Linked DNA regions of Anas platyrhynchos: region 2 is linked to region 1. The links are chromatin contacts, called in public Hi-C maps. All regions are on one chromosome and are shown on one strand. The core of a region is the stretch at or near the end of the contact, and the rest is flanking DNA. Distances in the headings are between cores, read along the strand shown. Region 1 has its middle 17 kb from the start of NAV3. Region 2 overlaps NAV3 (neuron navigator 3).

The links. A called contact is a pair of places that touch in the nucleus more often than the background predicts.
Region 2: a Hi-C map of skeletal muscle shows a contact between it and region 1, with 2.7 times the contacts expected there. The contact joins two enhancer-like sites. A contact is called at or near these places in 3 of 8 Hi-C or Micro-C datasets (liver, skeletal muscle and subcutaneous adipose tissue).

What each region holds. Positions count from the first base shown.
Region 1 is chr1:40,854,414-40,861,797 of IASCAAS_PekinDuck_T2T, reverse strand. No RefSeq gene overlaps it. Among named protein-coding and RNA genes, the nearest start is that of NAV3, 17 kb to the left of the region's middle. Within about 2 kb of position 3,622, at least 3 of the 8 cell types and tissues checked have an H3K27ac peak or open chromatin away from gene starts, as enhancers often do.
Region 2 is chr1:40,949,730-40,957,113 of IASCAAS_PekinDuck_T2T, reverse strand. All of the region lies in intron 1 of NAV3 (neuron navigator 3), which reads right to left. Among named protein-coding and RNA genes, the nearest start is that of NAV3, 78 kb to the right of the region's middle. Within about 2 kb of position 3,328, at least 3 of the 8 cell types and tissues checked have an H3K27ac peak or open chromatin away from gene starts, as enhancers often do.

The sequences.
Region 1 (7,384 bases), core at 2,373-4,872:
CTATAATAGTTTCATCATTACCAATTCTACTATCCTTCAGCTGATCAGCGTAGGAAAAAATCCAGATTATTATGCATAGCCCATGACTACACTTCAGTTAAAAATCCTGTGACTTAAGCTGCCTTCTAATCCTTCTAAAGCCCTTAATTATATAGATTTGAAAATGCACCCTATAACTATTATGTGCCCAGATTGAAATTAATACTTAGATTTCTTTCCCTTTTTAAAAAATTCCATACTTGCCATCATTTTTTTTTTACTTTTAAATATTCTATACTAAATCCAAAGTTCTATTAACAAGCTGCTCTTAAAGAGGTAAGCTGAAAGTCACCAGACATTTTTCTGCTTGTAATGCAACTTATTTTTAAACATAGTCAGTGTGTCTATATAGCTTGTTGGATGTATGCATAAATTACTGTATTTAATGAGCTACTTTTAATTTTCTTCCTCACATTAAGTCAAAGAAGACGACATACAGATTAAAATACATGAATGCAATTACAGTCAAAGAAGCCAGGGCAGTCAAGCAGCCTTCAGCTGTACTCTAATGTACCCCTGAAGGGTTTGATCCTGCAGCTTGCTCAGTTATCAATGCCACCAGAAAGAGCTCAATTGTCAGATGCAGATTTGGGCCTATAAGGACATATCCGTTTCAAGCCATTAGGCAGAGTTTGTAAACTGAAGCTGGTGGGAGTAGTGGAGGTACAGGACAGAAGCTGGCTCTGAAGTTTTTGCTGATTTGTTCACCACTCTTTGAAGCACAAAAGCAGGAAAGGAAGCCACATGAAATATTAAATCATCCCATATTACCAGGAAGGTTCTGAAACAATTAAAAACTGCTACTGCTATAACTTATGTACGCTAATTTGTTCTCCCAGAAAGCTAGGAAAGTTGTGACAGAAGGAATAAATTTTCCACTTTCAATTCTAACAACAGAGTGCATGTCCAGTTCTTATCCACTGGGCTATAAAATACATATTGGTCGCTAAAAACACCTATATAAGCATGGGCCGTTATACTTCAGGCAATGGCAATTTCCATGGGAAATTGATTTAAATATTTATTGTATTTTGAAACCACAGAGACATCATAGTTTAAAATTTAGAGTGGGGTGCAACAAGGAGAATTTGTAGAAATATGAGTAGAAAGATGGCAACAAAATAAATGTTTAAATAAAAGCTAGTTAAAATATACGTAGAAAATCTACATTTCAGCCTGAAAACTATGAAGACTAAATTATTCCTACTTTGCTTCTTAAAGTATTTTTACTGTCTCATCTAAACAACATTGTTCTTTTTCAAAATTCTCTTTCAAACTGGCCTGTTTAAATTAGTTTCTAAATTAAACAGTGATCAGTTTCAGTGATTCATTTCAGCCAAAAATGTACTGAAAAACTTATCTACATTATGTTTCTTCTAAATAAATATTTAACTCTTAACTTTGAAAGTGTTTCACTTCAAAATTTCCAGATGTTTTATTTCAGAATGTTAAAAAGACTAAAGAAAAAAAGGGGGAAAAAAAAAAAAGCATCTAAAATATAATATATAACAAAATACTTTTGTCATTCTAAAACAATTTAAAAATTTTAAAATAAATTTGCACAGCTGTAGGGCATGAGAAGAATAGATGATATTGGCAAGCAGCTGTTGTGCAACAAGCATGTTTTGCAAGAGTCATAATTGTCTCTCTTGAAACTTGTGCTCCCCCATCTGTCTGTTGTATCCGTTACAGAAAGGAACATGTCTCTCTCTATCAAATTATGAACTACATTTTGTATTATGTTAAACACATGTCTAAACTTGCCCAAAGCAAACCTATTGAATTACTTCCCAGACAGCTGCCCTTCCTGCAAAATATGCTTGACATGTTAGTGGAAGAGTAACATTGAAAAACCATTGAGGCTGCATTTCAAAGCCTCTCTCTTCAAATTTTCACCAGTGTTAGCCCATGAAATAGGTATTCAGTTTTAGGCAGGCCAACAGTAGGAAGACAACTGAATGCAAGGGAGAGTTTGAGAAGATCAGCAAAAGTCATAGTTATAACCTGGTCCATACTGAGAGAAAGGAATCACTCCAGGCAGTAAGAGGATGAAGATGGTAGAGGGGATTTTGCCTACTCTAGAACACATGACAGCAGGGATTAATTCCATGCATCTTTATAGATAATTTTTTTAAGTCTAGGCAAACCAGCCTCAACTGTTGTGATGGTTTTACCTTGCTAGGCAGCTAAACTACACCACAACCGCTCTCTCACTTCCCCTCGGAAGAGGAAGGGAAGAAGAAAAGGAAAGAAACAGCTCACAGGTTGAAATAAGGATAACAATTAAAGGAAAAATAAAATTATTAATTAATTAAAATTATAAAAACTATTAAGGGAAATTTAAATAATTTAACTAAAGTGAAAAGGGAGAGGGAAAAAGGAAAACAACAACAACAAACAAAAATACAAGCAAAGGCCATGTGAAAGCACAGAGGAAAGAAATTACTCTCTACTTTCCACAAACGAGCAATGCTTCCCACAAACAAGCAATGCTTGACCACATCCTTGAAGCAGGGCCTCAACACACATAGTCATTGTTTGGGAGGACAGAAATTTTCACAATGAGAGCCCACCCCTCCCCTCTCCTTCCTTTTCCCACCTTTCATTGCTGAGTGTGACACCATAATGACATGGAATATTCCTTTGGTTGGATTAGGTCAGCTGTCCTTGTGATATTCCCTTCAAATGAAAGCAAACTGCGTTCTGCATGCTGCTGCCAATGGGATGGAGAAAAATGCGTTATAAATACCAATTGGGTGTACCATTTGTCTGCCTTTGACTCTAGTTTTTTTTGAAGTTCTAGCATGTCCAGCACTGCAGCACTTAGTGGTGGAGTGACTTCATTCAGGCCACGATAGTCCACTGTTAGTCTCCACTCTCCGTTAGACTTTCGCACTGACCATATGGGACTAGTAAAGGGTGAGTGAGTCTTGCTGATCACTTCTTGGCTCTCCAGCCAATGAACCAACTCATGGATGGGAATCAGGGAGTCAGTTGGTGTGACATTGCTGTCAGTGCATCATTGTGGTAGAAATTGGCACCTGCTGTTCTTCAACATTGAGCAATCCTACAACAGAATAGTCTTCTGAGAGATCAGGCAAGGTAGACAGCTGCTTAATCTTCCCGGTGCTCAAAGTAGCTATGCGAAAAGCCCACCGGTACCCTTTTGGATCCTTGAAGTATCCTCTCTTGCTTTAGTCTATGCCAAGGATGCATGGAGTATCTGAGCCAGTCACAATATGTTGCTTTTGCCACTCTTTCCCAGTTAGACTCACTTCAGCCTCCAGTACAGTTAGCTGTTGGGATCCCCCTATCACTCCAGAGATACAGGTGAGTTCTGTCCCTTGGTAGCCTGATGGCATTAGGCTACACTGTGTGCTGGTGTCCACTACAGCTTTGTATTCCTGAGGTTCCGGTATGCCAGACCATTGGATGCACGCAGTCCAATAATTCCAGTTATTTCTTTCTTGTCCACCCCCAGCCTGCTGGCTTTGAGAGAGTTAGAGGGAGTCCTGATGTTGTGCCAGTATTGCTCAGCAGTAGACACAACACTGGTGAGATACCAGGGCTGTTCTAGCTACACGTGCAGAGCACAGCACTGTATGGGCTGCTATGGGGAAAGTTAACTCCATGCCAGCCAGACCCAGTACAGTTGTAAATATGCTCAACAGATAGAAACTAGAGGTTAGTTCAAGGATGAGAATAATCAGCTTTTTGAGATGCTGTTTCCTTCCACTCACCACACTGTGGTTCTCTCTTAGATATGACCAGATTTCAGTCACTCAAGGTTTCTGTTTCCAGTTACAAAGAATGCAGCAGAAACACCAAATTACACTATTCATGACTTTGTCCTTCTGCCCCTGACCTCATACTTATCTCCATGTAACAACCCTCTACCCCTTGGTAGTGCTAATTATGTTTATAAATTGAATTGATTTGGTTTTAAACAAAATAAAACCTTTTTATCCAAGTGTTGGTTTGTTTGTTGTTGTTGTTTGTTTGTTTTTGGTTTTGGGTTTAGTTTTGTTTTATTTTGTTTGTTTTTGTAAGGATAGAAAAAATTACTTAATCTGATTCCAGCATAGCCCACAAATTTTTTCTGAAGAACTGGGAGATGTGAGTAGCTCAAGGCATTATTGACACTGAACATTTTGTATTGTGAGACCATGACCTCTGTTAAAGCTGCCAAAGCTTACCCTGACTGGCATGAGACTTGTAAAGAGCTCTTTAACAACAAAGTTTCCAGGGTTAATGAATTCCCCTGAAGCTGAGTTCAGCAGAGGGCTAACATGGCAGTCAGGGAATGGAGTACATGCCTGTTGAGGAAAGGCTGAGGGACCAAGATAACCCGAGTTTAAGCTGAAGACTAAGAAAATGACTAAGCTAATGGCAGTCAGACAGAATGTGCAAAGACATCATCAGAAGAAGTAGCCAAGAGTTTCACAGTGGTATGTGACTGAAGAACAATAGACAACAGACATAAGTTGAAACACCTATGTTCAGACTGGACATAAGGGGGAAGCTTTTCAACATGAGGAATGTCAAGAACTACAACAAAGGTGCAAAGAAGCTGTCCTGTCACCATCCATGGAAGTTTTCAAGACCAGAATGGAAAAAGTCCTTGGAACCTGGTCTGACTGGACTCTTAACCTTGCTTTGGAATAAATCACTTCTTCAAGTCCCTTCAAACCCGCACTTTTCCATGGTGTTATGATCTGATTTCACTATTGGAGAATCAACATCTGAGTTAGCAGTCTACAGTGCATTCTGCAATGGATTTATTTTAGTTTACTTGATTCTACTTTGTTTGAAATACTGAAATATATTAGGCAGAGGGACAGAGAGAGAGAGTAGGAATTACTGGCAGACGGTATCTGTCAGTGAGTGTTTCATATTTTTCACACAGTGTAATAGTATCACTGAGAAAGAGCCACATCTCAGCATAACTGCTAGCAGGCTGATGAGGGAGTTATACTGGATGACAAGTGATGTGGCTTCAGATCGTGTAGAAGACAGAATTAAATATGGACTAACCAGAACTAGAACAAAAATCCCAAGCCCTGGGATCTACCTAGAAAAGAGTTCCCATGCCACTGGCAATTTGATGAACCTAATTATAATTATTTTTTTTCTTTTAATTATCCATGTCCAAACCAAAAGTTTTATTCCTGGGACTGAGCATTTCTAACATAGAAAAAGTTTGTGGTTTTTTTTTTTTTTGTTTGTTTGTTTGTTTGTTTTTTTCACTTGTGGTTTTGTTGTTTTCTTCCTCTTGCATTGGGTAAAAAAATAATAATAAAAAAGACTTTAAGTATATTCTGATTTAATATGAAATGGCATTTTACCTAATAAGCTCCATTTTACTTTCTAGTTATCCAGCAAAGTCTTAATTTTGGTGCCCCAAGCAGGAGCATGCCATATGACCAGTCATCACAGAGGCTGTGACTGCACACTGGTCCCAGATGTACAGACAGAGACTATACTTCATTTAAAGCCAGCTGAGATGGGAGCAATTGGTCCCCTTTGCCACAGACAGGGGATCCCTTACATACCCTTGCACTGCCAGTTCTTTAGGTCTATAGCTCATATTATACACCTCCAAACTGATGCCCCCAAAACTTTCTGAATAATTCTTGGTCTACAGTACTGCCCCAGACTTCCATGTACTTCCATGTACTTATGAAACTAAGAATCAGAACACAATAAGTGTATTAAAGGCCAGTGCTGAACATCACCCTGGTTTTGCTGGAACCTCTGGGGTAGTTAAGAATTGTAGCTCTATATCGTGATGAGATCTGTTTCACTTAAGCACAATAGTAAGCCTAAACAGCAATAAAAAAAGACAGTGATATTATTTAATTCTTCATCATAGATTTAGGACCATTCAAAAGCTGAATACCACTGGAAATAACAGTAGTCGAATAACAGAATTGTACATTGTAAAATTCTGGAGGAGGAAAAACTAGTCTCATAGAGTATAAAATCATCCTCAGGTCTCAACAACTTCTGTGTGCACCCACAAATTTGAATGTGGTTTTTGGCAGGTAAATAATTGGTCCCAGTGCAGCTTGAAACAAAGTCCCACATTTCATCACTGACATCTGTCTCCAATTCTCATCTTCACTGATACAGAAAATTGTTCCCCAAGTGCTTCCAATCCAACCCTTTATGCCTTTGATAATCTACTGCTAAGTACATAGTAACAGGGTACGCACATCCAAAACAGTTTCAAAATTTCTCAAAGAAATAAGTTAGCAAAAGGAGTATCTGTACAAAAGGAATATCTGAGCAAACTCAACAATAGGTATTTGCACTTAAACACTGTAAAATCTTTAAGATTTCTTTAGAGTACTTCAGCTCTGAGGTATTAGAGCAGAATGACATCTGCATTTTATGTTTGTACTTTATTATGCTGAAGTACACCAGTTTATAGGAAAATATCATTACAGCACTTTCAAAGGTATTTATATACAAAACCAGAAACTTCATTTTATCTTGGGGATAACTTATACGTATTTAGCAGGAAAAATAAAAAGCCTTTTAATAATCAATCAAATGACTGTTTTTCTACTTGTGGTTGTGCTTTAGTCATTTAATTCTTTCTGCCCACATCCCACTCATTAAAAACTCTCGCCTGTGCAGGCATATAGGATGATATTACAAAGTCTCTCACCACACATTTATCTTTCAGAGTGCTTGATGGTAAGGACCATCCATAAATATGGTGTTTTGGCTCAGTCCTGCAAACTCACTCTAATTTCCTCTCTGATTTATTCTCTGCCCTCAAGATACAAGTAGTACAAGAATATTAGTCCAGAAGTAGCATAGAGCAATCTGAAATATGTGTTGCACTACAACTGCAATTCATATGCCCTCAGCCAGCTTGGCATAACTGGTGGCAAAACTTGCTGATAGGATATACCCATATTTGTCTAGCCAAAGGACTGAAATTCCTTTCTCTAACTAGAAGGATATTTTCTCTTCATGTCACCCCAAGTATTTAAGGACCATAGGACTTAAAATGTTTATTGATTTACAAGTCAAACTAGGTTTACATTAAGGGCTCTAGGGGAATTTCTCAATTAACACAAGTATTGGTTCAGCTCCACTGACACTAATAATCCACAGGTCAATCAGAGCTCTGTAGATGTCAGTCTGTTTACCATCACAAACATGTAGCCTAGAAGGGCTTCCCAGAGGGTATCACACCAACCCCAAGCATGGAGAGGAAAAAGTACCTGGGCCACACACACCAGATCACTGCCTGAGAATTTCTTCAGCATCTCCCATACAGCTTTACCTGTATAGAATGACCCATTCCAGTATTTTGACTTCAAAGCATAGA
Region 2 (7,384 bases), core at 2,079-4,578, 96 kb before region 1:
TTATTTAAAAAAAAAAAAAAAGCCATGCCCCTCCCCCTGCATTTTCTGTTTTATTTTAACATCAAATGATTCACTCCGTTTCATGAGGGTTCAAGCTTGCTGTGACCAAGCAAAATTCCCCTTATGACTGTAAAGGAAACTCCTGCCATAAATCAGTCACGTCTGCTCCAATTCCACCTCCCACCGTGTTCCTACCTACACGCACGCCCCTCCACGCGCTCTACACGCGGAGGCTGCCTAAGAGAAAGTGAGAGCAGAAACGTGCGCCTATGTTTTGGTGGGAGTTCATTGGTTTGTCTCTCATGATCCTGCCTGTGACAGTGCCTCTACGACACTTTCTGCAGTAGTCACACTCTTCTGCTCTGTACGGTTCATTTGTTCCCTTGCCCATGTTTCAGTGTGTCGCAGTGTGCATGGAGACTGAAAGCAACAACTGTCCAGGAGCCTTATTAGAGAGTATATTCTGGCAATATGCTGCGTCCTTTCTTTGCAAAAACAGGAGGGGGGAATGGTGAGACCAAGTAGCACAAAAGCCTTTGCAACAGACAGCACAAAAAACAGCACTCATTGACAGAAATTTAGAAAGTACCATCTGAACTACACCAACCAAAGCAAAGGGGAAAGAGGTTGAAAGCAGAACAAGAGTTAAGAATGGAGGTATCTACGTGCCCAAGGAGCATGTTTGCTAACAGAGGAGGGGTGTGCACAACAGGAACCACGGTCACATAGAGTAAGAAGGAGAGGCAGGGACACCATCCCATGTGCACTGCAGGAACAGTGCTCACCAGGAGGTGCTCACACCATCCCTCAATGTTTCCCAGCAGGCAGGGGCAGTGTGGACTAGTGAAACTTCACCCAGTTTTCACACAGTGTCAGGGCATCAGTGCAGCAAGGGGTGACTGCTATCAGTGAGGTGCCTGTGGTCCCTCTCCCTATCCCCCAAGAAAGGACTTGCACAGATCATCCTGCTATCCTTGCATGTGACCACTGAAAGAAAGCATATATGCATGGCAGCATTGCTGTGTAAGTAAATGTATTATCCATACTACACTCTATGCTGAGGTTATGTTTGAAATTGTTGAAACTGCACCTCTTCCATAAGAACAATATGAGGTCACTTTATAAACATCCTTTTACTTAACCTCACAGACCCTCGGGAGGAAGGGATCAGAATCCCATTTTGTGAACAGTAAAAACAGAGGCCAAAGCCATTAACTACTTGCTTAGTTCAACAAGGAAATCTGTGGCAGGACTGCGATGGGAAAGTGGATGAAATTCCCAGTCCCAAATCTTACCCAGAGAACCAACATCCACTTTCCAGCCAGTGAAAGTATCACTGCTCAGTCCATGTTCATATCAGAAGGACTCATTTGCCACGAGTCCCTTTGTCACAGGTTTTCTTCAGTAAAATTCATAGGGAATTGCAACTGGTTTGGTCTTTCCTATTTCTTCACAAATTCCTGTAGGTAGATCACCAACTGTTTTGCCACAGCTTTCTTGACAGTTTTAGGACTTTAAATAACTCCATAGTATTAAACTGGAAGAGGATTCATGTCTCCCATAGCCAAAGGATTCTGCTGCTAGGTGGGGATGTAAACTGCCCTATGCAGCTAGAAGTCTTCTTTGGTCACCTCTGTTTTCACTGACTGAAACTTTTTTTTTTCACTTTTACAGGTGAGTGACATGAAAGACTCCAGTAAAATGGTTTTCAAAAACCATTGCAGCTAAGAAAGTGTTTCTTCAGTGTTTATAAATAAATATAAGGAATGCTACTGTGAATCTCTAAAGATGGTATTAACAAATTTAGAACAATATGAATTCAGGAGGATAAAAGGCACATACCACACCCATAGCATCATGTATTCCTTACTACTAGTGTTTCAACTTCAGTCATTCTTCTAAAATAAAGTCTCATGAGAATTCTCTGAACTACCATAAGCTGAACTATTTTCTGTACTCCATTGAAACTGACCCACTGGAACATACAGAATTTAATACCCACTGATATTATTTTGGGTTAGTTTTGTACTACAAATAAAAATACCAAGCATTTCCTTTTTCATTTGTCACACCCACACATAATCTGGTGTACCAATCCTAATTTTGACTACAATTTGAACTATCCTCTCACTAAGCAGCCAGGGAAATTTCATTCTAGCAGCTGTTGTGCAAGTATCTAATACTCAAAGAATGGACTTCACCCACCCACCCTTCATATATTTCTTTTTTCGTATATTTAAAAGTGGAAAGTATAAAGAATGTAAATACCAGAGATTAAAGTTAAATGTCATAGATAAGGGTGGTGTGTACACAAAAGTTGATAATCTACATCACATCAGTGGACACAAGAAATTATTGATGGCCTGTACTTTGACAGTTAAGAAATGATGAAAAAAAAAGAGTGGGAGGAAGCAGTGGTAAAAGAGTTTTTCTTCCACTTCAAGCGTATTTTAAAAGAAAAATAAAATGTGAAGAGTTGTTCACAGAGACCATAGAGCAAACCAATACCCAGTTGGCAGGGGAATGTCATGTTTAATTTCCTCTCTTTCCATAGGGTCACCACTTGCTTCAGTTTGCCCCCTTCCCCATAGGACACCCTTTTCATTCATCTAATTTTTCCAGGGACCCAACTGCTCAGGAGTCAGTTGCAAAAAATGAGAAGCATGTAGACAGACACATGAAATTATAAGAATGTATGTACACCACTATATTTTTTTTACATGAAATACTCTGGTGCAAATACCATGGGAAATAGAGAACCGCCTTCACAGTTTTTAAGTATCAATGTAACTGTAATTTTATCTTAAACTCCTCAAGACAACAAAAAGCTCCAGTGTCATGACTGACATTATTCACTTTGCCAAGAGAAGTCACACAGACCACAAGATAAAAAAAACGGTAACTTTATGCAACGGTTTTCTTTGTATTAGCACTCCCCTGTTATTGGGTGCTGAGCACCTTTAAGGAAGAGCTGTGCATGATCCTTTTCCAGAACTAGCAATATATCATTACGTCTTGCACTAATTGTTCAGTAACATTTCCCCAAAATATTTTATTATTTATTTTATTTTATTTTATTTTATTTTATTTTATTTTATTTTATTTTATTTTATTTTATTTTATTTTATTTTATTTTATTTTATTTTATTTTATTTTATTTTATTTTATTTTATTCTATTCTATTCTATTCTATTCTATTTATTTATTTTATTTCATTTATTATTCAGAGCTGTTCCAGAGAAGGCACACAGGAGGGTAAGTTGTTGCAACACTTCCTCCCCGATTCATTGCTTGGCCCAGTGTCCCTGCCTTACAGCTACAGGCTGGGATGGGCTGATGGCTTACTCATTTCCTCCCCAAACTTCCTCCTCTACCACTACGCTTCACAGACACATCCAACTGGGGAGTATTTGACTTCAGTGCTAGGTTCCAGCCACTGGTGACACACAGGAGAGTTGCCGTTATCTGCAATGCAGAGGACTAGTCTCAAAGTTGTGATAACAGAAGAGAGATGATTCTGAGTTTGTGTGGTCCAAGCTGCATCCTGGTATTGGATGATTTAACCACTTGCAACACAAAGCAGAATTCAGTGGGGCAATCTGAGCTTGGGCACAGCCTGCTCGTGTTAACAATGGTTTCCCCTAGCATTCCTCAACTGCATGTCATGCTAACCTTTCAAAAAGTACAGAAAATAAACTCCAATACCCAAATATAGTTATGAACTTCACCTCGATACTTCATACGCTGCTGTAAGGAACACAGGAGAGCTACTTGGCAGGATCAATAATAAAACAAAACACTTGATGATACATTAGTTTAATCTAGTGGGAAAGTGTGGAAAGTTACTGACTTTCTTAGAAGATTCTTTAATCATAAAACAGACAATTATACACCAGGCAGAACTACAATGAATCCTCTTGAAAATTAATACAGAAATGTTACCACCCACAATCAATGTTAAGAAGGAAATGTCAAATGGATTTCATACAGTCTGCCTAAAACAATAATAATGCATGACACTTGTAAGCATCTTCCACAAATTCATCTCAACATGCTTTCCAGACAAAAATGAGATCACCCCTATTATTTAAGATTCCCGAGACTTTCTGTAAGATGTGGGGAAACTGAAACTGAGTTATAAAGGCTTTCTTGGTAGATTTCTCTTTTATTTCTTTCATTTTATTATTATTTATTTATTGAACGTGGCTTGCTCAAGAGCAAGCAGAGCTGGGAATACAACCCAGATATTCTGAGTTGCAATAATTTCTTATATATATATATATTATTTATTTATCAAGCTCTTTTATAAATAGGCATGGTGCAAAAATGTATATTTCAAGAATCAGGATCCTTCTGCATATTTTTATTTGCTTGCTACAGACTCTAGAATTTCAGATCTGAGAATGGTTTCCTGTTGCTATCGAGAAGACAGCTTTCCATACTTAGTGTGCTCCACTGTCATGCAATTATGTGCCACTGCTGCTGGGAAGAACAACAGTTGCAGCCAGCTGAGTTATGCCAAGACCTTATGACAGATTTCCATGCCATTTAGAAGGATAGGTTATGTTTGAAGCAATATTTAAATATTTGTCCACTATATGAAAAAGTTTCCTTCCTAGATATCTAGGAATCAATGGAGAGTATCCATTTCTCAGCATTTGTCCTTTAAAATGATGTAGAAGACAACTGTATCCTCATTCATTAGTAAAAAAGAATTGAAATGCTGTCCATTGACGCTTTCTTCTGTGCACATTATCAGCCTTATGTTTCTGTCATCTGGAAGGGATGCTTTTTAAGAACTCCATTGCCCAAATGGATGCCTTTGGCATCAGCAAGCTTCCCACACTTTGTCAGTTTTTATTCCTTTATCTTGTAGCAAACAAGAACTGGAGAAATGGAAGGAAAAGTTAGCTATTACAAAGAATGTTGCTAGCTGCTGCAGAATACCTGGGTTGCAATGGTTCATAGCAATATACAATGCTACTTCTTAACACAGCAGGATTCTGCCTTTTATTCTGTTCTCAGATTATATACATATATTTGATAATCTGTAAAATCTCTAAAAAAATAAAAATAAAAATCTGAATAAGATAAGAATTTAAGCAGTCAACCAAAGTAGAAATATGGTATTGTTAACTTAATAAATGTATTATGTGAATTACAAGTGTATCTATTCTGCTTAAAATGTGGTCATCAGAGACAACTGATTGTTGATTGCACTTAGAGCTTTTCACCCACAGACACTTGTTGAAGTCATGCTTGTACAAGAAGAGATTGATGCCTTGTTTTTGCTCTTCTCCAGTATGCTATGAAATGGGCTGCAAAAGCTGTATATTTATTTCCTGGGCTGTTTTCCAGTGTGTGGCCTAAACTGGATGTTGAATACCCAACAGGGCCTACATAACAGTCCCAGAGTCCCTGATGAAGGGGACTTGCCAGGGTAGAGGGCATGACCACAACTCTACTTAGAGCTATTCTTGGCCAATAAATTGTGGGTAACAAAACATGTGTTGGAGTGTCCCCAAAGCTGCTTGCATTTATAAAGAGAAGCTGGGCAATGCACTGACTAGTGTTAGAAGAGGGTGAGGAAAACTTTGCAAAGAGATGCCTTCATTTCATCTCTTCACTAAGGAAAACTTAACTGGAAAGCTGAATCTGAGCTTTAAAATGTTTTCTTACTGAAGGTTATTTCCCTGGGCTGCAAAAGATTGATCTATTAGTTTAATTCCTGCTATTAACAAGGGAAAGGGCTAACTTTGCAAACAATGGCACACAATTAGACTGCCATAAGAGACAGATCAAGCATCTGATTTATGTCAAGATTTAACTTACTATAGAAGACACATTCCAACTCATGTGCTTCAAAGTAAAACTGGGAGGCTGGGGGTGGCACTTTCTGTAACATTGAGCAAATTACATGACAAGGAAAAATATTTACACAATTAAAAATATATGGACAGAAAATATAACTAGAATGACTTAGTTTATAGGCAAGGTGGAAGACAATGCACTTCATTTAACAGAATGAAATGAGTATTAAATGACATTCCAGAAACCCTGTTTCTGAATCCCAGTGAGCAAATGAGAACAATTACAATTTAAGGAATAGAAACCATTTAGAGCAATACATAGAAATTAACTAAAATGCCAGAATCCCTATAGTACAATTCTATGTTGCAAATAGCATCGTATATCCAGTAATCTTCATATAAAAATACAATTAAATGAAATAAAACTTTGCTAATACCAGCAAAGAAAATGAACAGCATATCATTCAACAATCACTGGCAATCTTCAGATATTTATTCAGCTACTGTGAGGCCATTTTATATTTCTAAGTTTCACTTAGAGTTTGTGATCTAATCACCCAAATGACATTTGCACTGATTACTGTTGTCTCTTTCCTCACATTTCTACCAACTCAGAATTACTCCGAATTAATATGTCTTTGAGGCCAATATTCACCAGTGACATTAAGGCAAGGCTTGTGATGTGTCTGTGCCAGGTGAAAGGTAACAGTGTAGGTCCCTTTGAGTGTGTATTTGTGTGTCTGTGTGCATAAGTTTTGCTAAGTGATTTGTATATTGCAAATTAAACAAAATCTAACTCTTTAGAATGAAATAATTTGCTCACCCTTCGAAAAGAATCATACCAATTTGCTTTATAGTTTAGACACATTGTCTAGTTTACTAGCTTATTGCAGCTACTCGTCAGCAATAGCAATGTGCAATAGCAATGAAGTGCCACAGGAAGGAGCCAGATACTCACAGCTGTAGAGGCCCCAGGCAGACGGCTGGGTCTCTGCAGACATGTGCTGTGGTGAGGAGAGACTTGTTAAGAGAGCAACAACACCACAGTTATTAATATTGGCCTCGAGCTTCCTGAATTAACAGGAGATGATGCTAAGTGCCATGCAGAGCAAGCCTCCAAAACAGCCAATCCTGTGATTAGTACTCCATTTACTTACCTGTACCCCTTACTTAGCTATATTTTTCAAGTTTAAAGTACATTTTGGCATCATTTTAGTGAAAATACAACAAAATACAGGACCTGTTATTCAATAGTGCTTTTACATAATACATTGATACAAACTAGTATCGCAGTTAATTTTATTAAAGAGAAGAAGACCAGGATTCCCTACTGGGCCTAAGTATTAGGCCTAGAGACAACACTCAGAAAGTGAGTGTGTCTTAGCATGTCAGTTCAGATACGGAAGGCTTCCCTCAAGCCAACCCTTCTTCACATATGTGTGTCCCAGAAGGGATGGGGAAGAGGGAGGATGTGATGGAAAACGGAGCTGACTGTCCAGTGTAGTGGGACATACAATGAGATGCTTCTGGAAGATGTTGTAATGCTGTAGAAGCAACAAATACAAGAGGAGGAA